Linked DNA regions of Cricetulus griseus: region 2 is linked to region 1. A link is a contact called in public Hi-C data. All regions are on one chromosome and are shown on one strand. Each heading gives the region's core, a stretch centred on a gene start, on an enhancer-like site or on the middle of the called end of the contact. The rest is flanking DNA. Distances are from core to core; before and after follow the strand shown.

Region 1 (3,404 bases), core at 460-2,959:
CCTCCTTCTTACTAAACTCATCCTAACACAGGGTTTATAAACTGCCATTTGCCTGTGAATCTTGACCATCTCTCTATCCAGAGGCCGTCCTTTGTCCCTTTGGGACAAACATCCCTTCCCCATCTCCCTTGCCCCTTTCTTCCCCCTCTCTTTTGTCTCTATTTCTTTGCCCTTTGTCCCTCTGGGGCAAATAAATCTCCTTTGTGTTGAGAATTTGGTGTGTCCTGTGTCAAGATAGATAGATAGATAGATAGATAGATAGATAGATAGATAGATGACAGATAATAGATGGATGAATGGATGGATGATAGATATATACAGAGATATATGTGTAACAATAATAATGAAAGAAGAGGTCAATACTTTGCAAGGGGGTAAGACGAACAGGAGAGAGGGGACAATAGAAATGATATAAATACAGTAGTTATGTATGGAATTCAATAACATTAAAAATTTACGTTTAGCCGGGTGTTGGAGGAGCACACCTTTAATCCCAGCACTCGTGAGGCAGAGGCAGGCGGATCTCTGTGAGTTCGAGGCCAGCCTGGTCTCCAGAGCGAGTGCCAAAACAGCCTCCAATGCTACACAGAGAAACCCTGTCTCTAAAAACCAAAAAAGCAACAACAAAAAAAACTTACGTTTAGTCTTAACATCCCTGCAGTAAATGTACCTATGTCTGCAAATGTATCTCTGGGCTTTCTCGTCCATCTCTTCAATCCATCTGTTAGTCCCTATGCCAGAACCCCACTGCCTAGATAACTGTAGGTTTGAAGTAAGTTTCAAAGATGGGGAGTATGAGTCATCCATCTTTGGTCCTATCCAAGATCTTCCGGCTCTTCCGGGACCTCTCCTGTGCCATTTGACTCAGAGGGTCAGCGTTTCCATTTTTGTGCGGAAACAAACAAAAACTGATTACAAGATGAAGGACAGGGCGGGAAAGACTGTTGGAACTTCTATAAGGGTTGTGTTCAATCTGTAATCATTTTGGGTAATGTGGACAAAGAGAGCAAATCCGGAGAAGGGTTCTATCCTGCGGGGTTACAGGGTCTACTAAGAAGCAGTGCTTCCAAAATAATGCTGCCCTCCTCCCTCGATTAGGCCACAACCCTGTGTGGGGGTGTGGTGAGAAGCCAGGGGCTGAATACACTTGAAACTAAAAAGTTTAATAGAACATGAAGCAAGGAATTAAACTTGGGCAAAGAGGAAGTGCCCTTAGCTCTTTCCCTAGAAGAAAGAAATTGCTGGAGACCTTTCCTGAACCCCAAAACTATAGCCGCTGGTGCTAGTGGCACCTTCAGTGTCCCCACCCCACCCCCACCCCCACCCCGCTGCCGTCACCGTCACCACCGTTGCCTCGGGAGGAGGAGCAAGGCAGGGCACTAACTGGAAACCAGCGGCCCTCTGGGAGTAGACGCCTCCCCTCCGGTCCCTCCCTGATGGAGCTTTTTGCTCATTGCAAAAGACCCGGTTGGTAAATGGTTCCTGCCCTGACTCCCTTGAAGGGTACAGGACTTGAAGGCCCGAAGTGTGCCATTTCGGAACCCTTTTAAGATGAGCAACGAGAGAATTCCCTTACAGCAGTGTTTCCCAGGAAACTTCTTCAGCGAAGAATGATAGACTCATCCCAGAGAGGAAGCTCGAAGTCAGCTCACCCTCGAGGAACTCTGTCTCTGTGTTCACTTTCCCCCAGCGCACCTCGCATGCTGTTCCTACAACCCCTTCCCTCTCCTCCAATAGGTACGCTCTTCCGTGCTTCCCCCATCCTTGCCGCCCCAGCATCCTCCCAGCTCTTCCCCAGTCAGCCACCTTAGGTCTGGGGATCCTCGGGAAATGCCGCAGCCTTCCTCTGGGCGGGAGTCAATTCTGATCAATGGCAAGTACAGAGGGCAGAACGCAGGGCGAAAGCGAAGACCTCGGGCTGGGTGGGTTTTAGGAAGTAAGCGAGGGAAAACGTTAGTGAAATTTGCATGTAGCCCACAGCTTCTAGGGTGCCCCTTTTCCCTCTCACGGTTTCTGCAAAGTCTATCCTGCCCTCTGGTGGCAGTCCTTTGTTACTGCACAGTCCCCTTTTGGACCGTAAGCATTTTTTAGCCTCTGACTTTCGGAGCTTTGGTGATATTTGCTTTACATATGAGATACCTTGGAGAAGAGAGGTGTAATAGTTACTTTTTTTAATGCTGTGATAAAATAACATGAGCAAGGCAACTTATAGAAGAGTTTATTTGGGTTTTTATACGGTTATATCATGGCAGAGAATCATAGCAATTAGAGTCAGTCAGGATACAGGAACTGCAAGCAGGAAGCAGAAAGAGGCGACTGAAAATGATGTGTGGCTTTGAAACTTCAAAACCTACTTTCAGGATGTACTTCATCAAGGTAGGCCACGTCTAATCCTCCCCAAATGGCACCTCCAAACTGGAGAGCCCACACTCAAACGTCTGAGCCCATGAGATGAGGGGGGATTTTTTTTTCAAATCACCACACTCAGAAATGTCAGACTTCATGAAGCTGCCTCCAAATATTCCTCAAGTAAATGATCACACAATTGGTCACCTGCCTATCCAGAGAATACTAAGATAAAGTTGTAATGCAGCAAAAAAAAAAAAAAAACCTTTTGTAAGCCTAACCTTTCCTCTCTTGACCCCTTCAGTGCTGCAGAGACCAAAAACCAAAAAACAAGGGACACAAAGAGAAGACGCTGAGCAAGAAGGAAATACAGTCAGTCGGCATCCCTTATGGCCCAAGAGGTTATTAAAAGAGGTCCCTTCATCACTAAGTAAATCTGGGGAAACTAGGGTGTTGTCAGGGATTTTAACCAGGTCTGGCAGATGTTGTGGTGATCAGATCTGCGGGTGGTATCCCTGCATGGAAGTACTGTGCTTTGTTAATACCTACAACTCCACCTGTGGGGTTTTATCTGGCCAGACAGGATGCTAAACCCTGAAGCAACCCAAACTGTGTGCTGGAGTTTTCAAGTAACCAGAAGTAAGCCTCAACCCATGAGGACCAGGAAGATCTTCAGTGAGCACCTTAGTTCCTTGGCTCCTCTGTATAAATAACTCTGATCTCTGGCCTGAAAACTGCCTTTTATTGTCTCATTCCCTTTCCTCTATTACTTCCTCACAATTTATTTATAGGGCTTGGTAGGATTGCTCAGTGGCTAAGAGCACATGTTGCTCTTGTGGGAGACTCAGGTTTGGTTCCCAGCACCCACATGCTGGCTCACAAGCATTCTATAACTGTAACTCCAGTCCTGGGGGAGATCTGATGCCCTCTTCTGGCTTCTGTGGGCACTGCACACTTATGGTGTATATAGATATATGCAGGCAAAACACTCATACACATAAAATAAAGTAAATAAATCTTATTGAAGTTATTTTTGTGTATGTGTTATATGGGTACAG
Region 2 (3,719 bases), core at 311-2,810, 110 kb after region 1:
TGTTGGGGGCCAGTTCTCCTTTATTAATTTCTTTGGCAGCTTTCTGATTGTTAAGGTTCAGTAGATGGTCTGTCTGTTCTGTGCAGTGGTGTTTGTAAAGTTCTCATCTTTGAACTACTGTATCGTGACACTTAGTGCTTTTGTTATTAATATAGTTTAAGTTTTTCCTATGTGACATTGTTGAATAGAATTTATCTGCTTGCTATTAAAGCTCAGCTTTTTACAGAATTCTCTGACATCATTACACTGAGAGTACAGTCTCCCCCCTTTCCATTTCTGTAAAAGAAAGTGTACACGCTGTATTATTCACAACAGAACTATCCACTTGTGTAGGTTCATATCCATATAGGTGGTAAGTGTGCTGTCAGCATCTGCTTCCATACTGAGTGAGTGTGCTTCTGAGCATTAGTGGTAGTTGAAACACTTGTGAATTGTGATGAGATTTCACTTCGTTCATAAACTTGTGTTTAAAAAAAGTGTGCACTATTAAAACCAAAAATTTGGGATTATAACTAGATAAAATAAGAATTTTCATGTCTACAAATGTTGTAAAGTCAGATACTCAGTCATAACTAATACACAATGGCTCTTTGACTTTATATTGAAGGGTGGATGGACATTTTAATATTTAGACAGGTAAATATTTTAATGATTGTATTCCTAATAGGGCAAAAAAGACGTGGCTCAAATTTTCAACAATATTCTCAGAAGACAAATTGGTACAAGAACTCCTACTGTTGAATACATCTGCACCCAACAGAATATTTTGTTCATGTTATTGAAAGGGTATGTACAACGTGATAAAGTTTATATTCTTAGTTGAAAATAAAAAGGAAAAAATTGTTTGGGTGGGGAAAGATAACCAGGCTGGTGAATATGGGAAGATTTTATCTTAGTTTTATCTTAACTTTTCTGTAGCTCTTGAACATATTGCCCTTAAGTTTTGACCTGTAAACTAAACTAACACAAACATGCCCTGTAGATGTATACTTACAATGGGTGAATTCTGAGCCCTTAGGAAAGAAATAAAGCCCTAGTTTTGTCTGTAAGATTGAAACAGTTGACAGTCCATTGAAATCCCAGCCAAGTCATGAGTCCAAGGATACCGCCTCCCTCCTGACCTGCATGCACACCTCACAGCAGTGGGAGCCTCCTAGTGGGGCATGCGTGCTCCTTACCTTCATTCAGCAGAACATGCGCTATGGGGTCAGCACTGTGCATTTTCTGGAGTTACTCCTGGGCTAGCAGGCATTCATGATGTGTGTGGTTGTCCATTTCAGAAACAAAATTTTAAAAACTAAGATCTAAGTTTAACAAAAATGAAGAGGTCTTCTATCCCAGGACTGAGCCTTCCTGGCTAGCAAGGTAGTCAGTCAGTCAGCAGTGCTTGCCAGCTCTTGAGATCCTCCCAGCACTGGCAGTGTTCTGCTAAACTAGTGGGCAAGCATATTACTGGCATGACTGCTGGTGGGAATCAGCTTGCTCCCCTCCCCATAGCTTTACAGCTTACCTCATGTGGATTTGTATCTCTGTGGTTTAATACTTCCCCCAAGTTCAGACTTGCTTAGACAAAGCATGAGTCAGTGACATGTCACATGCCAACATCCTGCTTCCTCCTTTCTGTTCTACCCATCCATGTTGTTTCTTCATGTGTTGCTGTGCAGAACTTTTGTTGTATCAGTCCCATGTCCCTGTGGAAACGTGCTGTGTAAGTACCCTGAAATTTAGGTGGTGTTAGAACTGTGTTATTGAAGCCAGAGGCTTATTAAAATCTATAAATTAGTTAACACTTTCTATTATTTCATGACAGTTTTGATGTAAATATTTTTAGACAGTGTATTAAAAAAACAAAACAACTAGTGTTTCAATATATAACCCTTGCTGTCCTCATAAGATCCACCTACTTCTGCTTTCTGAATGGTAAGATTAAAAGTGTGAGCTGTCACTCTAGGCTAAAATAAGACTTTTGAAGGATAGTTTAATATTTAAAACTCTCATCTGAGCTGGTCAGAGTAGAATTCTCAGCCAGAGGCAAGAAGGAAAAGCCTGAGGCTGGAGCTTGGCTAGGGACCCATCCTCACATCCCTTCCATTACAGTCTATAGGGAGTTGAGCATACAGCCCTAAAGAAAAGACAGCAAAACTTCCCTGCCCAACACCCCTCATCAGAGTCATTAACCTTATGCCATTCCTACTTGCTGTGGTCCTTATTCTTTCTTGCTTACAATTTGACTGCATTGGTCATCCATGTCCATCATGCATATACAGTGTGTGTACCATGCAGGCTATAAAAACCACAATACCTTCTACACACCTGGTACAATCCAGTGTCCAGCCTTTTGTATTTCCTTGATTGTAACAAAATGAGTTTGTTTAAATTGTTTTTTTTTTTTTAACGTCTACAAACTGAGTTTTATGGATAAAACTCTTAGCTTTCTACTAATCTATAATAGTTAATCTCCTCATTTTCTAAAAATGTATGTAATTTGTTAAGCAACTGGGTCATTTGTTCTGTAGAAACTACTTACTTTAGTAGAGTGTGATGACACATGTCTATACCGTCACTTAGGAGACTCCTCCAAGGTCGAAGTCATTTTGTTGTGCTGCATAGAAAGTTTAATAGGCTAGCCTGAGCTCCATAGTGAGACTGGGTGTCTGAAAATTATTGTTTTAGTCATGTATTTTAAATTTTCATTCCTGTGGCTTTATTTAGCATGTTTCACCATCTTTCATCCCTTGGAACAGTGGTTAAGATTTAGATTTGTCTTGAGCAATGCATGAGTTCCTCAGAGTGAGGCCATGTACTGCCTGCCACCTGTTACTGGTACCCATTGTCACACTGAAATGTAATCATGTTCATTTTGAAGTTTGCTATCAAACTTTAATCTAATGATTTTTATATATACCAGGGATATTATCCTAGTTTAAAATTTTACTAGGCCAAGTGTGGTGTCACAGGCTGTTTGTAATCATAACAGTTGGAAGGCAGAGGCAGATAGATCTCCATGAGTTTGATGCCTTTCAGTTCTACATAGCAAGTCCCTGCCTCCAATCAATCAATCAATCAATAAATAAGAGTTCACTGTAGATTTTGGTATTGCTTCTTCCAATTAAATGTTTTTCTTCCATAAAGCAGAACCTCTCCACAGTGATGAACTTTGCTATCTCCAGATAGAATCTGTATGGGGAAAGCCAGTGCCATTATTTCAATTCATTGGTGCTCTAGCCACTAACTTGGATAAGCATTGAATATATTGTTTAAGCATTGTTATTATTAACTCAGATATTGGGTGTTGTATCAGTTACTTTTCCTGTTGCTATAGTAAATACCCTGACAAAAGCAACTTAAGGAAGGAAGGGTTTGACTTTGTAGTCACAGTTGGGTGTAGTGGGAAGCCACAGTGGAAGGAGCTTGAAGCGGCTATCACATTGTACCACAGTCAGGAAGCAGAAAGTGATGAGTGCTGATACACAGCCCACTTTCATCTTTTTATTTGGTTCAAGATTGAAGGCCCAACTCATGGAGTGGCAGTCTTCCCATCTCACATAATCTGGGTACTCCCTCATAAGCATGCCCAGAGGCTAACCTAGTCTAGATTGTTCCTCACAGGTGTGCTGAGAGGCTGGCCTCTTAGCTGATTCTTATCCTTTTGAGTTGACTTTCAGTATATTAACCATCACAGATACGTTTTATTCCATTGTAAACATTACCTTTTTATT

The links. A called contact is a pair of places that touch in the nucleus more often than the background predicts.
Region 2: a Hi-C map of fibroblasts shows a contact between it and region 1, with 2.9 times the contacts expected there. The contact joins the enhancer-like site here to the promoter of LOC100750349 in region 1. A contact is called at or near these places in 2 of 8 Hi-C or Micro-C datasets (the CHL-YN cell line and fibroblasts).

The regions. Positions count from the first base shown.
Region 1 is chr2:437,414,496-437,417,899 of CriGri-PICRH-1.0, forward strand. It overlaps LOC100750349 (nuclear autoantigen Sp-100), which reads right to left and starts at 1,710. Exons shown (of 9, transcript XM_027397437.2): 1 at 1,577-1,710. The coding sequence starts at 1,623.
Region 2 is chr2:437,521,996-437,525,714 of CriGri-PICRH-1.0, forward strand. Cab39 (calcium-binding protein 39) reads left to right here. Exons shown (of 9, transcript XM_027397438.2): 4 at 668-786. Among named protein-coding and RNA genes, the nearest start is that of Itm2c, 50 kb to the right of the region's middle. Within about 2 kb of position 1,561, at least 4 of the 6 cell types and tissues checked have open chromatin away from gene starts, as enhancers often do. A contact at or near this core is called in fibroblasts, where this site is marked.